Linked DNA regions of Zea mays: all the other regions are linked to region 2. A link is a contact called in public Hi-C data. All regions are on one chromosome and are shown on one strand. Each heading gives the region's core, a stretch centred on a gene start, on an enhancer-like site or on the middle of the called end of the contact. The rest is flanking DNA. Distances are from core to core; before and after follow the strand shown.

Region 1 (3,534 bases), core at 997-3,496, 190 kb before region 2:
CCGGCGGTGCACTTATCCAACAATTCATGATCCTGACGTTCGGATCCCTGGCGAATTCAACTCCATACCTTGGGGGCATACTGCTGGTCATCGTTCTCGCGTGGCTAGGCGCGGCGAGCTCATTGGACAAGCAGTTCTCGAGCTTGGCTAAGGAGGACCTGAAGAAGGATAAGGCTGCCCGAGAGAAAGTAGAACCCTCGCTGCTCAAGGCGCCTGCAGAGGGCAGTGATGATGTACTGGCGGAGCAGACAAATGGATCTGTGACGCCCCAAGCAACCGGAACGGAGAGCTCGCCGTCGAACTCATCCCCCATTCAATAATAGCTCCAGCATCATAAGTTGTACTAGCTAGGAGAGTTATTACAGCGAGCAGAAATAATTGGTACTCCCTCCGGTTTTTTTTATATATTTGGCGTTGGTTAGTGTAAGGGGGTGTTTGGTTTCTAGGGACTAATGTTTAGTCCCTAGATTTTATTCCATTTTAGTTCCAAAATTGCCAAATATAGAAACTAAAACTTTATTTTATTTTCTATATTTAGCAATTTATACACTAAAAAGGAATAAAATGAAGGGACTAAACATTAGTCCCTAGAAACCAAACACCCACTAAATTTGAACTAGCTAGCGTCAAATAAAAAAATGGAAATGGAGGTAATATTAAAATAACTCATGGTTTTCAAGTCTGTAACGGCGTGCAGCTTCAGGCTGCTAGTGATTTTTGTTTGTAACATGAGCAAATTTTGACGGCCGGCGGCGAACGTCGTTCTGGGAATGGCCCCGCCCCTTTGTGCCGATGTCAAATGCATAAACTGTGTGTTTTGAGCCGATATGAAGCATGGTTCTCTCTCAAGAGTGTTAGCTGAATGTTCAGTAGGACAGGATAAATGTGTTGCCTTGAATGTTGAAACGCAACGCATCCAACAAGGTGAGCCAAAAGATGGTTCCAGTGGGCATCATGAGACAGAATCCAGGCACTCGGAGAAGCACTAACGACCGTCCGAGAGCTGAGAGGGCAAAAGCATGTGAGGCACCTTGGCTTTGTCAGCACTCAGCACCGGGTCAGCTCTCGCGACTATTGCCGGCGCCCGGCGATGGTACAGCAACTGTGGGTGGGGGAAACAGTACCCTAGGCTGCCAGTACACGAGCAACCATGAACGCAAATGGGCTATCATATATATTCCATCGATCGAACCTATAGGCTACCTGTACACGAGCAACCAGGAACGCCGATGGGTTATCATACACTACAGTAAACGCAGAAACGTCCGACGGCCAAAGCCGTCGGACATAAGGAATAAACCGTCGGAAATAGATTATTTCCGACGGTAAAGCCTTATCTCCGACGGCTTCAAGCCGTCGGAGATAACTCGTCGAAAATAGTGCTATGTCCGACGGCGGCCGTCGGACATACGTTATCTCCGACGGCTGCCTATGCCCGTCGGAGATAACAAATCCCAACCGTTTTACCGGTCGGGATGTGGGCCCCACAGTATTAAGTCCGACGGCTCCCACTAGGCCGTCGGACATAAGCATCTCTTATGTCCGACGGTAGTTAATGCCGTCGGACATAAGCATCTCTTATGTCCGACGGCTACCATTAGGCCGTCGGACATAACAAATTACAGAATTTACACAAAATTCTGTTTTTTAAAAAATCTGACATTTACAAAACAAAAACAGATTCATGCACATATACAAATTCACATTCACAATCACAAATATACACATTCTAATAAGTATTCACAATCACAAATATTCTCACATAAATATTAACATTCACAAATTTAACATCAACATATAGGTTCGACGGTTGTTGCAAACTGAAATTGTGTCTCACAAACAAGTGTTGCAAAGTGTTTCATAAAAAAACATCACGACACATCAATCATATCCATCGTCTGGATGGTTCGAGTAGCCACCTCCTCCGGCTGGACTCTGCGTGTTGAAAATGGTGTTCACCCACGAATTTGTTGTGTCGTCCTGACCAGACCCATCTCCAGGTGCGGCAACTGAAGCGGGTGGTGTCTGAAATCCCTATAACACAAGCACATGAAATAGTAACCACTCAGTTGTTCATTTAAACACATAAGACATTTATGAACATGTCACACACGCATATGTGTACATACCATAGGGAATTGTGACGGAGGCGGAGGCGGAGGTGGAGGCGCCAACATTGGCATTGGCAGTGCAAAGTCCGGAGGCGGCATCCCATATGTCGGCATCGGGACGCCCGCTTGTTGGGCTAGTTGCTACAAATTATATACAAGTCATTGTTGAACAAACAAGATACACATCAAGTGTTTTGCAAAATAAGCTACAAAATGTTACTTCAACTTACCGAGAGAAGAGCTTGATTTTGGGCCTGGAGGCTTGCATAATACTCGTCCCTCTTCTTCTGGTACTCGGCTTGTTGTCTCTGGTATTCAGATTGTTGCCTCTGGTACTCCAATTGTTCCCTCAAGACTGATTGATGGTACTCTGCCTGTTGACGCAACACTGCAAGCTCTATCTCATGGGCTGCTGATCGTGAACGGGACGACTGTGAAGACGACGATGTGGATTGTCGTCCACGGCGTCTCAGCTCTCTGGAATCAATCGTAGAATCAAAAATACCCAACCTACAAGAGTGAACCATGCACTTAGTATAGTAACTCATGGCTCAGTTGAATCGCAAGCATATGATGACAATTTTGAAAACCAAATCAAATAATCTCACCGTCCATGGGCTTGTCCTCCTGCGCTAGCATAGGCTGCCTGAGGGTCGATTGGCTGGCTCCTCCAATCGTACTCCTCCCCATGGCGTTGAACCATCTCCTGCCCATACGAAGCCTGGAGGCAAACAATATCAAATATAAGTGCATAACCCCTATGCCCTTGCAAACAATATCAACACACATAATAGAGTATCAAAAACTCACTAGACGGTCGGTGGCCGTCTGAGTGCATAACACATCAGGATTCTGAGGATCAGAACCCCTATGCCCTTGCATATACACCTCCACATCCGTGGGCGTACGGCCGGATTTGACTTCCTGTACATAAAAGTTATAATGACACATTTCTATGTGATTCAAAGTTACGACAATCTGTGACTTACCATTCGCTTAGCCAAGCGCACATGACCATCACCGCCGTAGTTGTGGAACGACTCAGTCCCACGGTTTCCCCTGTTCCTTTCGGAAATGGCACGAAAGTCAGGGGAAGCCCACCATCTGCACAATGCCCGATAACCGTCTGATCGGGTGGCCATCCACGGCACCGACACCTACATGAAATTTTTTAAATAAAGCAAGCAAATACATGGCTTTGTGCGATATGAGAGGCAACAACCTGTTTACCTCTAGGTATTGCTCCTCCGTCAAGTAAATTGATGACCACTCGGCCTTTGTATTTGGCATCGGTCGATCATCAGCATTTGCTCTGTACCATGCCTTTATAGCCTGAATTCGTGCATAGTACATTGCATCTGCAACGACATCGTTCGCGTTAAACTCAAACACGTAACGAGCGTTCATATCATATGATCCATCG
Region 2 (3,731 bases), core at 244-2,743:
AGCTAGCCTAGCCTCGTCCCACGGTAATCGTCCCTCTGCCAAAAAAAGGGCATCACTCCATTGCACTTGCAGTGCAGTCTAGCTCTTGCACCCGATCGAGCCGGCCTTCACTTCACGCCATGTTCAGTGCCATGTCCGCCCTCCTCTCCTCCCTGGCCCGGCGGCTGGTGGTGCCCCTCCGCCGCAGGAAGAGCATCACGTCCTCCGCTTTCGCCGCCAGACGTTCGTTCTTCCCGTGCGGCGCGGGCCACCGCGACGTCGTCCGCGACAGCTCCTTCGTCGTCGTCATCAAGCGCAAGACGCTGAGGAAGGTGATGCCCAGCAGAAGGGTGGGGGAGCGGAAGCGCGGGCGAGGAGGCGATGACCTCGTTGACGACGGCGACGAGCCGTGCGTGTGGCGGCGGACGATCCTCCTGGGGCGTAGGTGCCAGCCACTGGAGTTCACGGGGGCCATACACTACGACTGCGAGGGGCAGCGGCTTCGGCAGCCCCGCACGCCGCCGCTGCCGTCGTCGCCGCTGCTGAGCCCCGTCCATCCTTCCAAGCTCCGCTATATGGACCGCGCATAAGAGGATCCGCACAGCAGACTGCACGTACTATGCTAGCTTACGGATGGATGAAGAAGATGACACGGTTTTCCTTTGGTGACTTCACTGCTTCGTCTCGTGTCTCGTGACGTGTGATGAATGAGTACATCATGTTCGACCGATCTGTTATCTTGTGGAACAGAATAATTAATGAGTATATTGTATTATATTACAATTGTTTCAGTGGAAAAGTAGGTGATTGTTAACTTGTGTCGTGTGTAAGATCTTGGTAGATGAACAGCGATGAATCCTTTCCAAAACAAAAGATATGGTAGATGAGAGGTTGTTCAACTATTTGCCACTCACGTTTTGGAAGCATGCACGCTAGCGGTACCCCTAGGGCCCTCACCTCAGCATTGCTGCATGAGTGACACTGTTTCGGTGTGGTACATTGAATTTGTTGACAGGCAGTCACTAGCATGCTATATTAGGTCTGCTAATTCAAACGGTACTTCTTTATTTGGATAATCTAGTATTTATCTGAATTCATTTTTTTCAATCTCATCCAATACATATGCATAGAAATAGCAGAACAAGATCTAAAGAGGTAGATTATTTATTTATTTCTCTATGGGTATGTTAATAGGCATAAATCTCTACACATGTGCCCTCTTTAATTCATCTTAAATGTAGCCTAAGGGCTTGTTCGATTAGCGGTGGATTAAAGAGGATTAAATCCCTTTCTAGTTAAAATTGAATATAAGGAGATTTAATCCCTCTTAATCTACTTCGAGCTCCATGCAACTGAACAATGCCTAAATTACAGTCGTGGTTCAAACTAGCTACAAAATATATATCTACACCTACTGAATTATTAATTGATACAGTTTTGTTACTATGTTATCATTGTCAATTTCTGCTTACAAATATATATTTGTGGGTATCTGGTTCAATCATACGACCTATGGTGCCGTCAGGCCCGTCACCGTGCACCGTCGTCACGTCGTGCGACGTGCCATGGCTCATCCGCAGTGACCTTGCCCCTTGGTGCTCGCTCCCGCGCTGCCCGCGCACCGCGCGCCCGCTTTGGTCGGGCGTCCGCTGCCCACTTTGCGCGCTTCCCCGCTGCTCCCCCGCCGTACGTAAAATGGACCTATCCACAATTCCACATCACCCGGCGCCTCTCCGTCTTCCTCCTCCCTCGCCGTCGCCGCGCCCCCAACCGTCACTACCGACAGCAGCACGGTTCACCCCGGGCGCGAGGGCGACGCTGCCGAGGGCGAGGGGTGCGTCCCGCCGGATCGGCGCAGGAGCGACACACGCGACGCCATGGACGAGAAGAAGGTGCGGGCTGGCACCGAAATCCCCTCTGTTCTTCTGTTAACGCGTACGTATCCGGATTCGCATTGTGGATTTCATGGGTTCGGCACCGTCGTGGTGGCCCGCGTGACCAGGGCTCCGAGGAGGCGCCGTTCTTCACGGACTACGGCGAGGCGAGCCGGTACGAGGTTACCGAGGTGGTGGGCAAGGGCAGCTACGGCGTGGTCGCCGCGGCCCTCGACACCCTCACCGGCGAGCACGTCGCCATCAAGAAGATCAACGACGTCTTCGAGCACGTCTCCGACGCCACCCGCATCCTGCGCGAGATCAAGCTGCTGCGCCTGCTGCGCCACCCGGACATCGTCCAGATCAAGCATATCATGCTCCCGCCATCGCGCCGCGAGTTCCGCGACATTTACGTCGTCTTCGAGCTCATGGAGTCCGACCTCCACCAGGTCATCAAGGCCAACGACGACCTCACGCCCGAGCACCACCAGTTCTTCCTGTACCAGCTGCTCCGCGGCATGAAGTACATCCACGCCGCCAATGTCTTCCACCGGGACCTCAAGCCCAAGAACATTCTCGCCAACGGCGACTGCAAGCTCAAGATTTGTGACTTCGGCCTTGCTCGGGTGTCTTTCAACGATACACCTTCAGCCATATTCTGGACGGTAACCAGAGCACATATATTGTGACTGTGAGACACGATAAGCAGCCACACAGTTTAAGTTTTTGTTCTTGCTGTGTAATTACAGGATTATGTGGCAACAAGATGGTATCGTGCTCCAGAATTATGCGGCTCCTTCTTTTCAAAGGTCGGATAGTTTTCACCCGGACACAACTTCTACTAGCTCTTCATTGCTATATGGTTTTTTACTGTTTAAGAGTACACCACTTCATTTTGCTGAATTTACAACTTAACACTTAATTTTGCAGTATACTCCTGCGATTGATATCTGGAGCCTAGGTTGTATATTTGCTGAAATGCTTATAGGGAAGCCTCTCTTTCCTGGCAAGAATGTGGTACATCAACTGGATCTCATGACAGATCTACTTGGCACTCCTTCACCAGAGTCACTTTCGAGGGTCGGTTCACTTTTCCCTACTTCTAGAATAAGAAAAACAGTTACAGGCTTGGAGAGTTGGAGCCTTATCTTTTAATTCAGAATCTCACATAACGGAAAAGATAAGATAGCATCATCTTAATGCTAAGAAAAGATAAGATAGCATCATCAAACTAAGGTATACTCGGTTGCATGTGTAGATTCAGAGCTATAGTTCAATGCTGCTGAGGTATATGGTTAGAGGACTGGATAATAGAATTGGTGGAATAGTCAAATATATTGCTGAGCCTTTCTCTCAAAAAAAATATTGCTGAGCCTTGTGGGCAGATTACACATGAGTATATTGTTTAGAGCTAGTTTGGAAACTCAAATTCTCATAGTATTTCTGTCATTTTCCAGGGTAGCAAATCCCCATGGGATCTCTGTCATTTTCTAGGTTAGCAATCCCCATATTTATTTATGGGAGGTTTTTCTTCCTTGGGTTTGTCTCCAATTACTTCCAAATTACTCCCTCCGTTTCTTTTTATTTGTCGCTGGATAGTGCAATTTTACACTATCCAGCGACAAATAAAAAGAAACGGAGGGAGTAGCATTTAAAGGCTTATTCAGTTATGAGTGGATTAAGTGGGATTAGAGGGATCAAAATTGAACAGGAAGTCAGGAAGAGATTTAATCCCGTCCAATCCCTATACAACCGAACAAGGTCTAGGAGGTAAGAACCCTTAAGTCCCGTTCAGTTAGGTTGGTTTGAGGTCAGAAACTATTCCGGCTAATCAATATTAGTACAAATAAATTTATCATTCCAACTAAAACTGTTCCA
Region 3 (3,458 bases), core at 643-3,142, 140 kb before region 2:
TAGTAGTCTATTCATAGTTTATAAAAAAAATAAATACTGTTTTAAATTGTTCTGTACTGTATACTTCAATCTTTAAATAGTAGACTTTGAATATAAGTAAAAGTAGCTGTTGGAAATAGTTAATGGTCACTTCCTAGTTCCTACATTTCGGTGCCGCAGCTGGAGCTGTGTAGACATCGCTTCGGGGACTGTGGGAGTAGGAAGTGGGAAATGCACCTCCCCAAGGCACAGGCCCACTTGTCCGCGCGCATCGGCTCGCTCGATGAAGTGTGCTCGAAGAAACTAACGTAGCAACTCAAATGCATACCGTTTTTTTAGCTTTTCTTGTAAGCACGATTTCTCAGACGAAACTAGATGAAGCCAATATATATTAGCTTTCTCTACATTATATCCCTTAAGAAACTTTTATAAAAAAAATATTTGGTTTTATCAATCAATAAGACTTACTTTCAGAACAAAAACTAGTGTAAAGCAGCTGATTTTACTGATTAAGCTAAATTGTACAGTTTAGACCCTAAATAAAACAAGCAAAAAAGCTCGCAGAGGTCCAAAAGTTCCAAACCTAAACCAGAAGCATAGCCATCTTGCCAACCACCGACTGGTTCGGAACAGTGGGGAGAAAGAGCCAACCCGACGCCTCGGGCGGGCCCTATTGAATTCAAAGGTATTTAAATGAATATCTATTATTTTTTTAAAAGAACTCCAATATATATACATGTATATAGTGTATATGCATATAAAATAAAAAATAAATCAAATAAATAAACGAATTCTGTTAATTTGGACTAAAATATCTCCTTCATACCTCTCATATCTAACTAATCCAATAGTTTGTCGTGGACCATGAAGCCCAACGGAGCGACAAAGCCCACTTCAGTACCTCACGACAAAAAAAATCCCCAAACCTTATTGTAGTCACACCATGGCAGAGCCACCAGATGCGCCAGCCACCAAGTCGTGGTTACATCTTACAGCCCCACGTGCCATGGAGACATCAGCACCTCCATTGAGACATCGTGGCTCCACGGCGCAGCTAGGTGCCCACACTTGACTGACTAACTATCATTGCGTTACATCTGGCCTCGTTGTTGCGTCGTATGTTTAGTCAGGGCGTCACCGCGTGCCAGGATAGACAACTAGGGGCAAGGTCCCATCGTGCCAATATCCAAGCCTAACCAGCTAGTGGCCACCCGACCTGGCCTCCCCTGCTTTGCTGCTTGCAGTACTGGGCTACAGATGGGGCATTAGCGATTGGAAAATGCCAAATAGGACAAGCAGCCAGGCAGCAACTGAGCAACAATCAACAGATGCATTTAGATTTAAAACTTTTGAAATAGTTGTATGAAATTTAAGTTTAGTAGACTAGTTATTAAATCAGTTATAACCATAGTGTTTGTGCTTAATAATAGGTTATATATATAATTAACTATATATGTCGATAGACATGTTTTAATCTTCCAAAAAATCATGTTTAGAAACTCCATTTTTCTAAAAGATTTTTATTTCCCTAAGAAAAATTAGTTTATTTTCACTTAGAAAAATAGAAATCTCTTGAAAAAATGGTGTCCATATTTTCCTTAGGAAAATGGTGTCCTTAGAAAAATAAAAATCCCTTAAAATATTAGGGTTTCCAAACTAGCCCTAAAAAATTTCGAATACACACCCTCTTAATCCTGAACCCGCCACTACCGACACCATCCCGACCCCGCCCGACCGTGCTCCGGTACGGTCGGACCGGGCGGCTCACTTCCCCTGCCGTCTCGTTCTCGTTCTCGGTCTCGGTCTCGCAGACGCGTGGGCCCCACGGTCTCACTTGCTCCTGCCATGCTCCTCCCGCGCCCCATCTATATAGGCACGAAGCCACGCGTTCGTTCCCGCCACCCACTCCCTCCACACAGTCAGTCGATCGTCCTCTCCAACATACCCTCTGCTTCCTGCCTTCCTCCACGAGGTACGACTCCTCGATTTAATGGTTTCGTCGTTGCTAACGGGACACCGGTTGCATTGCACCCTTTCTGTTGCCCCTGTTGCAATAGGCGGACGCTTCTCGACACTTTGGTACGCGTGGTCAGTGGTGGTTAGACGCTAGTACAGAGGGAGTCAGTCAAAAACTCTCGGATCGTGCATTTGGCAGCTTGCTGATTTTTTAGCCTGTGGTCTTTCTAATCTCGTCGTCGTCGTTTTCGGTCGTAATTTCGGGCAACCGTTGATATAAAGAAAAAAATGATTTTCTTGTGACATTACCGATGTGTTTCTTCAATCCGCAGCTGCCTTGGAAGCCTCGACCATGCAGGAAGCTCTCGTATCTCCGGCCAATGCCGGCCGCCTTCGCTTTCGCTCGGCCTTGGAGCTCAAGCCGTTCGCCTTCGGGGACCAGCGCCTCGCCTCGCCGCGCTACCTCAACCTCAACCTCAACCTCGGCGGCGCCGATGACGCGCTGTTCCGCTGCTCGTCGCCGACGTTCAGCCCCAGCTTCGGCTTCTCCTCCTCGCCGTCGCCGCTCGCCACGTCCTCCGTCTCGCTCTCGCCGACCTCCTCCGCCTCCCTCGCCGACGACGGCTGCGACGGCGCCGGCACCGACGCCGACGCCGACGCCGCCACGGGCCACACGCTCCGGCTCGCCCGCCTCGCGCTGCAGTACCAGGAGGTGGCCGACCGCTACGAGCTCTGCCTCGCCCGCCTCGCCGACGCCGCGGACGACGCGGCGGCGCTCCGCCGCGAGAACGCCGAGCTCCGCAACGCCAACGCCGACCTCACGCGCCGCCTCGCGCTCCTCAGCGGCATTGGAAAGCAGGTCGCCGCCGCCGCCGCCGCCGCCGAGGAGGCCCGCCGGCTCCGCTTCGGGGAGCCCAAGGCCGTCCCGGCCGCCAAGGATTGCGCTACCGAGAAGCCCGCCGTGCTGCCGCCCAAGAGCATTTCCGTCCGCTCCATTGACTTCCTCCTCAAGATGAACCAGCCCAAACAGGTACAGCCCCCCGCCACCACGCCGGCCGCAAGCAACCGCAAGCATCGCGCGTCCAACCCGACCAAACCAAGCTCGGTGAGCCCAGTTCACGCTTCGCCGATCCTCACATCCCACTTGTTAATTGGCCTGGCGTCTGACATTGTTGCATATGCACCTTGATGCGTTGCACGGAACCGCAGCGCGTGTACAAGGGCAATGGCGGTGAAAAAAAAGACGAGGAATTACCCAAGGAGCAACACGCGGCGGGCGGCGTGGAGCTGGAGGTGTTCAACCAGGGCATGTTGAAGACGGAGCTGTGCAACAAGTGGGAGGAGACCGGGGCGTGCCCCTACGGCGACCAGTGCCAGTTCGCTCACGGCGTCGCCGAGCTCCGCCCCGTCATCCGCCACCCACGCTACAAGACCCAGGTCTGCCGCATGGTGCTCGCCGGCGAGGTCTGCCCCTACGGCCACCGCTGCCACTTCCGCCACACGCTCACCCCCGCCGAACGCCT

What was found. Hi-C and Micro-C count contacts between places; a contact is called where the count stands out from the background.
Region 1: a contact with region 2 is called in a Hi-C map of leaf, with 6 times the contacts expected there. The contact joins the promoter of LOC118473152 here to the promoter of LOC103636120 in region 2. A contact is called at or near these places in 5 of 25 Hi-C or Micro-C datasets (bundle sheath, ear, leaf and 1 more).
Region 3: a contact with region 2 is called in a Hi-C map of tassel, with 2.0 times the contacts expected there. The contact joins the promoter of LOC100192736 here to the promoter of LOC103636120 in region 2. A contact is called at or near these places in 3 of 25 Hi-C or Micro-C datasets (ear, leaf and tassel).

What each region holds. Positions count from the first base shown.
Region 1 is chr8:150,858,688-150,862,221 of Zm-B73-REFERENCE-NAM-5.0, reverse strand. LOC118473152 (LOB domain-containing protein 13-like) reads right to left here and starts at 2,246. Exons shown (of 2, transcript XM_035961850.1): 1 at 2,130-2,246; 2 at 1,708-2,034. The coding sequence starts at 2,225. The coding sequence ends at 1,882. LOC103637385 (ADP,ATP carrier protein 2, chloroplastic) reads left to right here. Exons shown (of 6, transcript XM_020542419.3): 5 at 1-307; 6 at 309-826. The coding sequence ends at 351.
Region 2 is chr8:150,666,274-150,670,004 of Zm-B73-REFERENCE-NAM-5.0, reverse strand. It overlaps LOC103636120 (mitogen-activated protein kinase 16), which reads left to right and starts at 1,493. Exons shown (of 10, transcript XM_008658483.3): 1 at 1,493-1,871; 2 at 1,982-2,518; 3 at 2,603-2,662; 4 at 2,784-2,933. The coding sequence starts at 1,857. It overlaps LOC100276966, which reads left to right. Exons shown (of 1, transcript XM_008658484.3): 1 at 1-793. The coding sequence starts at 120. The coding sequence ends at 569.
Region 3 is chr8:150,809,623-150,813,080 of Zm-B73-REFERENCE-NAM-5.0, reverse strand. LOC100192736 (Zinc finger CCCH domain-containing protein 14) reads left to right here and starts at 1,892. Exons shown (of 3, transcript NM_001137935.1): 1 at 1,892-1,951; 2 at 2,268-3,040; 3 at 3,145-3,458. The coding sequence starts at 2,288.